Linked DNA regions of Manis javanica: region 1 is linked to region 2. Evidence: chromatin contacts called from public Hi-C data. All regions are on one chromosome and are shown on one strand. The core of a region is the stretch at or near the end of the contact, and the rest is flanking DNA. Distances in the headings are between cores, read along the strand shown.

What was found. A called contact is a pair of places that touch in the nucleus more often than the background predicts.
Region 1: a Hi-C map of blood shows a contact between it and region 2, with 4 times the contacts expected there. The contact joins the promoter of FOXO3 here to the promoter of ARMC2 in region 2.

Annotation. Positions count from the first base shown.
Region 1 is chr13:1,959,086-1,965,468 of MJ_LKY, forward strand. It overlaps FOXO3 (forkhead box O3), which reads right to left and starts at 2,994. Exons shown (of 4, transcript XM_037012262.2): 1 at 2,761-2,994; 2 at 1,160-1,860. The coding sequence starts at 1,771.
Region 2 is chr13:1,756,701-1,763,344 of MJ_LKY, forward strand. ARMC2 (armadillo repeat containing 2) reads right to left here and starts at 3,241. Exons shown (of 19, transcript XM_073220811.1): 1 at 3,070-3,241. LOC140845782 (a long non-coding RNA gene) reads right to left here and starts at 2,660. Exons shown (of 2, transcript XR_012124673.1): 1 at 2,220-2,660; 2 at 834-1,525.

The DNA.
Region 1 (6,383 bases), core at 1,744-4,243, 200 kb after region 2:
CCCAGGAAGATACAGGGCTCCGCAAAGACAATGAAGGGACAGGAGGAGGAAACAACTACTTATTTTAAAAAGGAGGGGAAAAAAAGGTAACTTGCAAACAGAAGCAACTGATTAGCAGTATGCATGTCCCACTGCACACAAGTCTTCTGCTTGCTATGGACAGTCATACATTTTGGGGGAAAGGACCAGCAGGATGAGGTGCCAGGCAGAGCAAAGCAGTAGGGCCCCGGCAGGCCACAGAGACACAGGAGTTAATCTCTTTGGATGCCCAACTGCGAAACCCTTACATCAGAGGCTTTTCCACACCTCTCTCCCCACCACGTGTCCAGTGCCCCAAGAGGCTGAAAAGGAACAGTAGACAGCCTCTCTTCAGGTTCACTTCTAGGTAGGAGCCATTACCACCCGGCCTGCCACCAAACCTCCCTCCCAAAGCCCCAGGGGAAGCTCCAGGCAGGGGTCCTGGCACACCTGGCCCAGGGGAGGCCAGGCCTTGGTGGGAGCAGCAGGTGTGGCCAGTCTGCGCTGAGGTGGCAGTGCTGGCCAGTTCCAGGCCCCAGATCATCTCAGAGGCCACTGGGGGCAGGCCTACTGGAGATCTCTTAGGCGTCAGTGTCGGGCACAGGGTAGGAAAGGGTTCCAGCCGCTGCTGGGATCGAAGTGCCTGTGGGAGTTACCACCGCAAGCCTGCAACTTGAACCCAAGGGTTCCGTCCAGCTCCGGCGCACCGTGCTCCGGCGACCGGCTGGAAACCACAAATCCAACCCTTCCTCCGGGCGCCAAGTCCCCAACACTCCCTCCCGCACGTCCCCTCTCCACCCACAGCGCCCTCGCGGCACCCGCACCGCAGTGAATCTACTCCGGAGTCGGCCGCGGACCTACCTCCTCCGCGCTGTCCCGGAATCCAGCGAGAGCGCTCCTGCCGTCCGCACTGCCCGGGCCGGCGTCCCTCGCCCCTCTCCGGACCCGGCCGCGACCGAGGCTTCCCCGCGGCCTCTCCCACCCCACCCCCGCGCCGCTGCCTCCCCAGGCTCCCCCTCTCCCGAAGATCCCCGGACCCCGAGCCTCACAGCGGAGGCTCTCCCTGCCAACCCCCAGTCCGGCGCCCGGAGCTGCGCAGGAGGCCCGGCGGGTCCGCCGCCAGCCCGAGGTGGGTACGCACCTTCCAGCCCGCGGAGCTGTTGCTGTCGCCCTTATCCTTGAAGTAGGGCACGCAGCGCACCATCCACTCGTAGATCTGGGACAGCGTGAGCCGCTTGTCCGGGGAGCTCTCGATGGCGCGAGTGATCAGGTCGGCGTAGGACAGGTTCCCCCAGGCGTTCCTGCGCGACGAGCATTTCCTGGGCTGCCCGGAGCCCCCGGCCGCCCCCGGCTGCGGCGGCGGCAGTGGCTGCTGAGGCTGCAGCGGCGTCTGCGTCCCCCCGCTCCGCGCGCCCGCCGCGGGGGCGAGTCCGCACCCCGGGTCCTGCCCCCCGGGAGCCAGCAGCCGCGCCGGGTCCTCGAGGAGCAGCGCGGAGCCCAGCGCGCCGCCGCCGCCGATCGCCATGGCCGAGCCGGCCCTCCCGCCGCCGTCCTCGTCGTCGTCGCCGTCGTCCTCCTCCGGGATCGCGGGATCGGCGGCCGCCTCTCCCGAGGGCTTGGCCGGGCTGCCCTGGAGCTCCGGCCTCTGCAGGGGCCACGTGCAGGAGCGCGGCCGGCTCTGGGGCTCGAAGTCCGGGTCCAGCTCCACTTCGAGCGGCGAGAGCGGGCCCGGGGAGGCCGGCGCCTCTGCCATCTTCGCCGCCCGCCCGCCCGCGGGGCTCGGCTGTCCTCTGGCGCCCGGCGGGGTGCGGCGGGGGAGGGACGGGGCGCCGCCGCCGCCGCCTGGAGAAGCACGGAGGAGAGAGGAGGGGAGTTGGTTACCGGGCTGGGGCCCGGAGCTCGGCGAGTCCTCGCCCGCCGCCGCCGCCGCCGCCAGCAGGCGGACCTGGAGGGGCGCGTCCCGCGAACCCAGCGCCGCAGACGCCGCCCCTGGCCGGGAGCGAATCGACGGGCTCGCCGGGCCGCCCCCGCCCCCGCCGCCGCGGGGCCGCAGGTCCCTCCCGGGCGGGGGGGCGGGGCGGGGACGGGGGAGGGGCGCGCTGCGCCTTTAAAGCGGGCCGCGGGCGGGCGGGCGTTTGTTTATGTTGCGCTCCGGCCGCGGCGTCGCCGCCAAAGTCTGTGGCGTCTTCGGCTCTCCCGCCGCCCCCGCCTGCCGCCCCGGCTGTGCCCTCCGGGCGGGCAGCTCCCCGCTCCCCGCTCCCGTCCTCGCCCGCGGGTCCGAGCGCAGACGAGCCCCAGTCACTTCCAGGGGGAAGCCAGGACGGGAAGGCGGGGGGCGAGCCGCTCGGCGGTCTGCAAAGGGTCGGCCGGGCTGGAGCCGCCACTTTGGGGGTTTCCGTGGTTCGCTTTCTCCCGGACGTGGCGCCCTCCACCCCCTTCCCCGTAAAGAACGCGGGGAGGGGGCAAGTGGGGACGTAAATCTTCCAACAGGACAGGAAGCGCCCAGCTCCCGGGCCTCCAGAAAACCCGGACCGGCACGTTCATCACCTCCCTGCTCCCGCTGCTGCCATCTTGACAGTTTTCCCCCTTCGCTCAAGTCCTTTAAACACACTCGCGGGCGGGAAGGGGGCGCGCACACCGAGGCACGGAGGGAAGGGGACGCGCCTGGCCCCGCTCGGAAGCGGATCCGGAGCCACCGGGGGGGGGGGGGGCGGCCTCCCGCTGCCCCGCTCCGGCGCCTACCTCGGTGCCTTCCCCTCAGGGACGAGGGGGGACGCACGATCCCGCGCGGGCCCGGGGCCGGCCGAGCAGGGGGCGCGCGACCTCGGCGAGGGAGAGGCGCTCGGGCCGCCGCCGCGGGCCGCCTGAGGAAGCGCCGCTCGGCCTGCGCGCCGCCGCCCGCCACATTCCTCCTCCTCCCTTCCACGAGCTGGGCGGCCGCGGCCGCGGCACAAAGTTATAGACACACGCAGGGCGCCTCAACCTAGGCTGACGGCGGGCGGGCGGGCGGGCGGGTCCCCGCCCAGGGGGAGGGCTGGGCGGCGCGCCCGGGTGTGCTGCGGGCGTGCGCGCGCGCGGGTGTGCGTCTGTGCGCGCGCCTGCGCGGCCGGCACCGCGGGGCTGCGGGAGTGGGTGTCGGGGCGCGCGGCCGGCCCCCGCACCACCCGCCGGGCTCCGCCTCCCTCCCCAGAGCCTCGATGACAGCAAAGCGCGGCGCGGTCCCCGGAGGAGCGGGAGGGGAGGGCAGAGCGGCCACGGCTCCACGCGCACAGCGGCGCGGCCGCCTGGTCTCGGAACAGGGAGCCGGGGGACGGGGGGGTGGGGGGGGTCGGCGACCGGCGCGTCCGTCCCACAGGCTCGGAGCCCGACACCAGCGAACGCCCGAGCCGAGGTGCTGGCCGCAGGTGGCAAGGGTCACCTGGGCGTGGAAACACCGACCGGCGCCGACGTCGGTGCCTGCAGGACTTCATGAACTGCTGCCCAGACACCTACAGGTTCGCTCTCTCTTACCCAGGACTCGAGCACAGCCGTGTTTCCCTCGTCAGGAATTTCATGACAAACGAGGGAAGAACCGTGTAACGACTCAGAAGAAAAGCAAATGATCCTCCATTCCGAAACGCAGGAGCAGATTTTGAACAGTTGTGAACGGGAAATAATTTGGCTCTAATTTGCGTATAATGGTAAAACGACTGACTGTGCGTTTTTTACTTTTAAAAAGAAAAAGACTTAGGGAAACATCTCTGCAAATCCTTATCCTACGATCAGAGCCTAAATCGTCCATTTGTGCACTAAGAATGCACTCCATGCGACTCGCTCACCAGAAGTCTGTCCACTTTGGTTCATAAATCTTTTTCCTGAAATACTTTCAGTGTAAATCTATTTTTCCTGAAATCCTTCCAAGTCACTGGAGATATTTTAGGGTCTAGACGCGCTCCGCGACAACCCGGCACACAAAAAGGTCCAACCCAGCTACGAAGAGTCCGCCCACCCGGCGGACTCCAGGCTCCGGGCTTTACGCGCGGCCCGTCACTCAAGTGACGCACGGCCGCGCCCCTGCACCAAGCTAGTTCGACGCGTACAAACAGATGATGTCATCGCATCCACACGCGCGTGACCCCGGCGCTCGGCGCTGCGTTGCCATTCGCTGGGCCGCCTTCTCGTCAAGCGACGCCGCGCGCTGACTGGCCGTGGCCGCCAGTCTCCAGGCCCCAGGCGCCCCTCTCCGCCCCCCGCCCCCGCCCCCAGCAAATAATAAACAATCGAGTAAAAGTCTCTGGAAGGAGGGGCGGGAGGGGCGCGGGCGCCCCAGAAGCAGGACCCCCGCCGGCTGACGGGCAGCGAGCGAGGGGCCCGTCGGGGGGCAGCGGGGCACGGCGGCGGCGGAGGGGAGTTGGCGGGGCCGCCGGAGCGCGGAGTGGGCCGCCCGCGGGCCGAGAGGCGCGGGCGAAGCGGCGGACACGTGCGGGAACGGGGCGGGCGCGGGCTCGGCGGGGCCGCGCGCTTGTTTACTGGCGCACGTGGGTGTTGTTTTTAGTGGAATGCGGGGCCCGCCACGCGGCTGGGGGACGCGGCCCGGCCTCTCCGCGCGCTGCTCTCGAGCCAGCGAGGCCGTCGCCGCCGCGGTGCCCAGCCCGGAGGGCGGCCTGGGCTCCGCAGCCGGGTCGCGTGTTTCCCGCGCTGCCGCAGCCCAGAGGCGACTGGCTTCCGCGGCGGGACGCTGCCCTCCTTCAGCCCGCTGGCTGCCTGCTTCTCTTCGCCCAGGAGGCCGCGCCGGCGAGGGTTCGAGACGCCCGCGCGCCCACCGGTGCACAGCCCCCGCGCTCTCACGCTCCCTTGCTCTGAATGCCCCCAGACCACGTGTGCCACACAGCTCCGCCCACTCCAGTGCATCTCGGCTCCCTGGGCCCTCTGCGCCCTGGGGCTGCCCCTCTGCGCGGGTCGGCTGCTCTGAGAAGCGCCGAGTTCGTAGCCTGCAGCGTGGGCGGCGCTGCACACCCACAGCTCTGAGCGGTGCCCGTGCGGGCGCGGAGTGGGGAAGCCTGGGCCGGTGTTCAGCTCTGGGAGAACTGGGAGGCCCGATCACCCAAGGCCTCGCACCCCGATGCGCCATAACATTCAAAGAACTTTCAGTTGCTCCTTTGTAATAACTTGTAACACACTGGAAGAAATTCACCCTTTTCCTTCTCTAAACCTACGCAATCTTTTGTCCTTAACGTGCAGATGTGCGGACGTAGAAAGAATGTGTTTACACTGCTGGGCTCTCGGCCATTACATTCTCACTATAAACACACTGAGTGTCCATTTACAGAGCTCGCGTCCCAAAGGCTTTTACAAAAATGGAACAGCGGTTGAGTTGACTGACTGAACTCGCAGAGACCCAAAGCGCTAGGTTTGGGAAGGTTTCAAGGTTAGAAGCAGTGCAAGACAAATGCAAGCGGTCACAGGTGCAATGTCGGGTGGGTGTCTGAGAATGAACACTCCAGATGGCAATGGCTATGAACTTTCAGCTTGGCAAACGTGCATCTTACCCAAAGAATCCGCCCTTGTGATTTGCCCCTATGGGCAAATCTTTGAAAACTCGGAGGTTGAATCTCAGTGATTGTTCTCTTTTAGCCAGAAATCGCGTTGGCCTTTGCCTTTCCCTTGAAGGATAAAGTGTGTGTTTGTTGGACATTTGGTCTACTTTTGACAACAGATTGTAGAAGTATCTTTACCTTTTAAGGGATCTGCCTAGAAAAGATTCCGTGTCTTACCAAACTAATTTCCTTTGTTTGCTGACTTAGTGGTCCTTGGTTACTTGGGAAAACCACGTTTCTGTAATATTAAAGGAGCCAAGACTTGCTAAGTTTCATAATGATCTGTGATTCCTGTTTAAGCTTTAAAACCTTTTTTGGTATTTTTGACAAATGTCCCCAAATCAAATTCTATATGAAGTCTCGTTTATCTGGAAGAAGAGGGCCCCTGGAATATCCCAAAGGACTTCTTAAACTAATTAGGCTTATTTGATATGTGAGGTCATGTCAGAAGCATTGTCAAATCAGAAGTGATCTTTATGTTGCATTTGTGTGGGTATATAAGTATTCTAGAAATTGTGAAATTCCTAGGAATCTGATATGTCCTGGTATAATGTTCTCTCTTGTAATTCCAGTGATGAATGTTGTGCGACCCCAATCAAAAATTAGCAAAAAGTAAACAATCTTCTTACTTCTCTTTTCTTACTTTCTGAAATTGCTGTCATCAAAATTAAGGCTCCCACTGACTGAGTCCCTGACACCTGAGTGTGAGGGAAACACCCCGGCTGACTTTCACGCAAACGGAGCCGCAACGGCACCTATTTTGTGGCACACGTGGATTAAGCCCACTCT
Region 2 (6,644 bases), core at 1,991-4,490:
GAATCACGAAGGACAGACGCCGACGAGAAAACCCTATCATGTTCTCAGATCTCCCAAGGAATACTGGGGTTGGGGGCGGGGGCAGGGGGAGCTCTGTTAAAATGTCTCCCTAACATTTCCTTTTCATTCCTACTGCCCTCCACACAAAATGCTAATATAAGGTTAAATTGAGAGAGACGGGCCTATTTCCAAACTGTATTTGCTTTTACAAATGTAATCTGTAAATCAGACAAAAAGTTCAGCCCCACACTTGCCCATGGTGTATGTGGACAAACTGACTCAAATCACCTTCAATTTGAGGTACATCCTCGATGAATAAACACCAAACACCCACATCAGATGCTCCTTTCCTGGGCCACCTCTCGGTCCGACATGCACAGGGCCCATGACAACGCAGGCCCTTCTGATGCTGCCGAGGCCCACAGAGGCCTGGTTAGCGTGGTAAGACACCTGACCGCTCTAAACTTCAAAACGCTGAGATTTTAGAAACTTAATTCCAATTAGTACATGGTATTATGTGTTTATTAAACAATAAACCTCTAACCTCCTGAAAATGTTGTACCTCAAGGGAGACAGAGGTCTGGAAATTATTCATATATTTTGGCTGCCCAGTTTTAGAATAACTTCTGCAAAAAAGAAAAAACGTTTTGTGATATATGCCCAAGGAAACTGAAAAGAGTCCATTTCCATAAGAAGAATCAACAGCTGATTCCTTAGAGAAATAAGGGGATTTACTATGTTAGGATTCTACACACTAGGTTGTTATATAACAACAGGCAACAAACATTTGTTTAGATCTACCCAGGCCCCACCCAGGGTGTTTGTTTTTAAGGAGAAGAGGATGATGAAAACTACAAAAAATATGCTATGGCTTTCATATGGAAAGGCCAGGTGTTGAGGGGGAACACTACAAAATTACTAGATAAGCAATACTATTCTAGGAATTCTTGACAGAGGAGTTTGAATTCAGGCAAAGCCTGCAGAATTATGTATATTAAACAACTAACAAAAACCATGGCAGGCCTAGTATATTACACGGAGTGTGTGTTGGACACGAAGGAGCCCTGGAAATGAAAACTGGAGTAGGACCAGGAAGAGAACTGGAGGGCAGGTCAAGAAATTAAATAAAAGCTGCCGAGCAAATTAAAATATGTTAAGGCATGATGTGGTCTGGCAGGGATGGGCAGGAAGGAAAGGAGGGAAGAGTGGAAAGGACACACTCAGGCGGTTGTTACAGTCGCCTGGCTTGCTCAGGAGTACTCAAGAAAGCGTCCTGGGTGTGCCTCTCCCGGCTCGGGTAGGTGTCCCCCCCTGGGCTTCACACACCTGCAGGCTGGCCTCTGTCGGCACGCCCTCCCACTGCGTCAGAACTGCCTCTACACCTGGTGTCGCCCCACCAGACTCTGGCCCCAGTTCTTCATGTGAGGCGAGGCTGAAGGTCAACACCTGTGCAGTTGCCGGACTACACTTTCAAGTGCACACCAGAGCTGGGAAAAAATCCCCACACAAAGGCGGCCTGGCTTCTCTGAAACGTTTGTTACAGAAACATTATTTGTAAGCTTATACTTATTTATAAACACCTGTGTTTATCTTTGCCGAACCAAGAGCCTTCTTGCCAAATGCAGCACTGCCCCATCGGAATGTTCCCGACAGCAAAGACTGGGCATCTCCACATAACCCTACAGATCAAATACTCAAGACCCTCGCCAGGATTTTGAATGACTTTTGTGTTACTATGAGCATTCCAGGGGGCCAATGGGTAAGCGCTTAGACGCTGGAGGAAGGGTTCAAACGCTCCCTTACAATTCAAAGATACATAACCGTGGGCAAGGCTTCTAACATCGCCAAGCGCTAGTTGCCTCCTCTGTAAAATGCACATAATAATAGTAATTGCTTCATAGGATTATTTTGAGAATTAAATGACAACATTCATGTGAAGTACTTTTGCATGGTGCCTGGCCCTTAAAAAACGTTAAGTACTGTCCAAGTGCTATGCAAATAAAAGGATACACCAAAAACTTCCCCTATGAATTAAAAACTAAACAAAGAAATTGCAGTAGGGGATGACTTGCTCAGTGTTTGCAAACAATTTTTAAGTTTAAAAACTTAAATGGGAGTGTTTCCTTTATGAAAACAGAATTTTGATTAAGTATTTTATTGAACGTCAGCTATGCCAACCAACCACTTATCAGAATTGATAAATGCTCAAAACAGGATACAAAGAGCAGAGGCACGGGTCGTGCAACCGTTGGATGTGAATGTGTACTGTGCAACACACTCGCTGGGCTTCATCCGCACCTGGAAGAGCCCAGTACAATCGTGTGACTTCAGCCGAGCCACACTGTCGCCCAAAGCCCTTAGCCAACCGCCCTCTCATCCAGCACATATTCCTGGGCTAGGACCGCGCACTTGGCTTAAATGCTTCGGTGGAGAAACGAAGAGCCGAGGCCCAGCCCGGGCATGCACGGGGCTCTCGCCGCCTCTCCTCCGCTACCGGGTCGGAACGGCGGCGGCGGGGGGAAGCCCCGGCCAACCGGCGGCGGGAGCCTCTCCGCCCGCGCGCAGCGGCTCTGCACTCCGGGCCCCCAGCCAGGCCGCGGCAGGACGCCGCACCTTCGTCCCGCTCGCGCGGTCGGCGTTTCCATGGCAAACGTACACAAACTACCTACCCGGGCCCCGGAGCCGCCGGCCCGCACAGCCAGGACACCGCTGGGCGGGCGGCGCGGGCCAGGAGACGCGCCGGGAGCGGGAGCAGGCAGGGGGCTTCCGGCCAGCCCCGAGCCCCGAGCCCAGCTCCAAGTACCGACCAGCTGCGCGGTTCAGCCGGGCCTTCGGCGGCGTGGGGCAAAGCGGGGCGGGCCGGGCGAGGCGGGGCCGGAGCCGCGCCTGCCACTGAGCTTGCGCGGCTCCCGGCGCGTGCGTAGAAACGCTGAGGCCGGCGGGACGGCAGTGGGCGGGGCTTGGGTGGTGGTGGGCGGAGCCTGGCTGGCGGTAGGCGGGGAGTGCGAGGCCCGGGCGGAGAGGGAAGCGCGGGCTCGGCCTCCGGGGGCGGGGCGCGGAGTGGCCTACCTGACCGCGGTTTCCGCCGTTGGCGAGTCCGGGCTCTGCTCCGCAACTCTGCTGAGCCAGCGGGCGGGCAGCTTAGTGCTTGGGGTCAGGGGTGGGTCAGGATGCGGCCCTGCACAGCCTTGGACTGGGTGCTTACCGCGCCCGTCTCCTCCTCCGGGACCTGGCTGGGAAACAGCGCTGCACGTGAAACTCAGGCAGCCTGAGCATGTGAGACGGCCGCGTTCAATTTCAGCCCCCGCGCTGGACAGCCCCGTAGAGCTTACCAAGGGCGTCTGACTGTACAGCAGACCCTGAACACGGGCTTGAGCTGCGCGAGCCCACACAAGTATTTTCAACATACTGGGAAAATTGAGATTTGTAACAATTTGAAAAAACATTTTCTCCAGCTAACTTTATTGTAAGAATATAGTATATAATACACGTAATATACAAAATGTGTATTAGGCGACTGTGTTTTTACGTTAACAAAGTAAAGGCTTCAACAGTAGGCTATTAGTAATGAAGTTTGGGGGGAGTCAAACATATGGGGGCTGCCCACTGCAGGGGGTGGGGTCAGCGGTGAATCGTCCTTTTGAGGGTCCCTGCCACTCTTAGGTGGTCAGCCTGGCACCCCAAGTCCGCAGGAGACAGTGTAGGGACCTGAGGTCTGTTGAATGACGGTGGTAGATTCCAAGTCCAGGCCTCCTGTGCACAATCTTTTTCTTACTGGGCCCCACAGCTACTGGCACGAAGAACGCTATTTACATGTTTCTGGTTTGGATTCTACTCTCTCCTATTAGACCATTCAGCAGCACTTTACAGGGTTACACACAGTGAGATCATAACCACTCTCCATTCAGGTTTGCTCTGCTTTCTAGAAATACGGGGATTTCTCAGCTGAAATGTTGTCAACATTGGAAAAATGCCACATCCCTTGGTGTTAAGTATCTTGTAAAGAAGAATTAGATCGAAAATATGTTTGAGAGTATGTTATGGGTAAGGCTTCATGCTGGGTGGGAAGTGTTACTGACCTGAATAAAGGAATGTTAGGTATTCTTCAAAGTACCCAACAGGATTTCACACAAAATAGACAATAAGCACTTGGTAGTTGATTGGATAATTTGGGGTCCTGAAGCAAAGTGTTATGTTCTTCAGAGTTGAAATCTTTTCCTGTGACTCAACATGAATAATCCTATTGAGTCCCTCGGGCCCCTGGATTCCATTGTGCAAAGGAGCCTTTGCTCATTTAAAATGAGCCAGAACCAGTATTTTGTATTCACAACTTGTGAGATGTGATCAAAATGCAACTTTATTTTTGTCTCTCACTTCTATTTTAAAATATATTCAGTGTTGGTTAGATAACCTGCCCCTGGATGGAAAGTTGGGTAGAGCCCTTGTATTTTCTGCTCATTTTTAGAAAACTGACAGTCCTGTGGCAACGCAAGTTTCAACCACAGCTTCATGCCAAAATTACAATGTCGGACACAAGATATGAATAAACGCCCCGAATGTCAGTTGGAAGTGAGGCTCTGACCTGTCCATCTCAGGCCGGCAGTCTGTCGTGGACCTTCCCAGGACGGGGGCAGCTGGCTGAGGATCCCGGCTCACTGATCGCCACAGTGACTTATACCCGCCGGGTGGAGGTGGGCAGGAGCGGGGAGAAGGCGGGAGGTGGGGCACTTCTTCCTGGAACTGACGGGTCTTGAGCTTGCCAGGCCTGTGCCGTGGTCGTGGCCGCCCGTGTCTGTCTGGGGTCTCCCATGAGTGGGGCCTCTCTCCCAGGGACTCCAGGAGGATGCAGCGCCATTCCACTGGTTGCTTACAACTCCTTCCCTGCCCCTGGAAATCCAGGGCTCACCCGGCCCTTTTCATTGGGTCCCTAGGGAACCCCACACCCTTCCCAGGCTGTGAGAGCACAGGCCCGGCACAAGGCCTCCCCTCCGTGCTGTCCAGTGCGGAGCTGGGCTCAGAGCTCCGGGCCGTCACTGCGTTCTCTGGCCGACCCCCTGCCTTCGAAGGCCCTGCCCTGGGTTTCAGAGGAAGGAGGTGACATCTCCACATTCCTCTCCGAAGGAATTGCTTCACACGTCCTCCCCTCCACTCCCTGACTCATGTTTAGCTTCGGCCTGGATCCTTCTGGTCCAGAGAGTCTGTCTGCTTCTTTGCAAGTTGCCCTGTGGACACTTCGCGTCACCTTCACTTTGGAACTGATGACCACACAATCACCATCTCAGCTGGAAGTTCAGTTTGAAAACCAGTTACGCAGACGATTACTAAGCATGGTGCTCCACCCTAGGATCTCCGTCTAAAACAGACCTTGGAAGCACGCGCTGGAACCTGATGCAGGCCAGCTCAGCCGGCTGGGAAGTGCCTGCCAGGCAAGTCAGGGCAACTGAAAAGAGAGACAAGGGCAGCCTTGCAGGAAGAGATCATTCAAAGCCACAGAGCCGCCCGGCCTACCTCGCCGCGGGACACTGTGCGACAGTGCAGAGGCCGTCAGAGCAGTGGCCTGCTGGCTCTTCCTACACAGCTACCTGAGGGCAGTTTGACAGAATTGACATAGTCACATTCGTAATTGGGGTTGTTTAGAAACAAAACTGTTAACATTCCCTGGACCTTAGAGAGATTGAAGAGGAAAGCAAAATATTAATAGTGTCTGACACTTCCAAAGCACTTTATGGTTTCCAAATTGTTTTCATTTGGAGCATTTCATTTTTGTTATTTTATTTGGAGTTTACAATAAGCCTGAGAGGTAGCTAGGTTGGGGATTATTTTCCCAATTTGAGAGTGGATGAAACTGAGGTTCGGACAGGATAAGTGATCTGCCCACAATCACACAGCTAGAAAGTGATCTGAGACCTGGTGTTTTGGTCCCCAAGTCCAGGTGCCATGTGCCACTGTACATGCATAAATACCATTTTTCAGACCATTGTTCACAGCACTGAGAGGTCCTTCTTAGGCTGCTGAAACTGTTAACATATGCTCTGCATTTTCTCCAGTCACTTATTGCAGAGTATATCCTGTGTAGGGTTCCAGGGGTCCACAGGAACTTAAGAACCCTTATACTCTCTTGACAATGCCTGCTGGACTTCCAGATTCTGAATTTAGGTGAGAATTATATAGGTGGTTGAGTGGGTAATACTACAATCTTGCATACTCCAAGATGCAAAAATTCAACAAAATGATGAATTCATAGATACTTTAATCCAGACCTTTCAGTGGATTTTAGTTTATATCACACATACTTCTTACTTAATACCTATAGCGTATCTTGATTTATATATTAGGTATATTCTTGAAAAGATACAAGTTAAATAAATTTTTAATGCTCACAACTCCCCCAATGACTTTTATGAGTAACAGAGACATGACTCTCAGAGAAAAAAAATTGCTTCTGGCATGGAATAAAAATCACCAATTTAGAATTCTAATATTCACTTCAAGATACTTTCTGCTTTCATCAATATGGAATCTTGGTGTTTTAGTTATATTCATCAGAAAATTCTTGTGAGGAGTTCATCAAATTAATAGTCTATGTGATCTTTGCATACAAATTTAAAGGTACAAACACATTAAAATGCAACTTAGTGGAAATT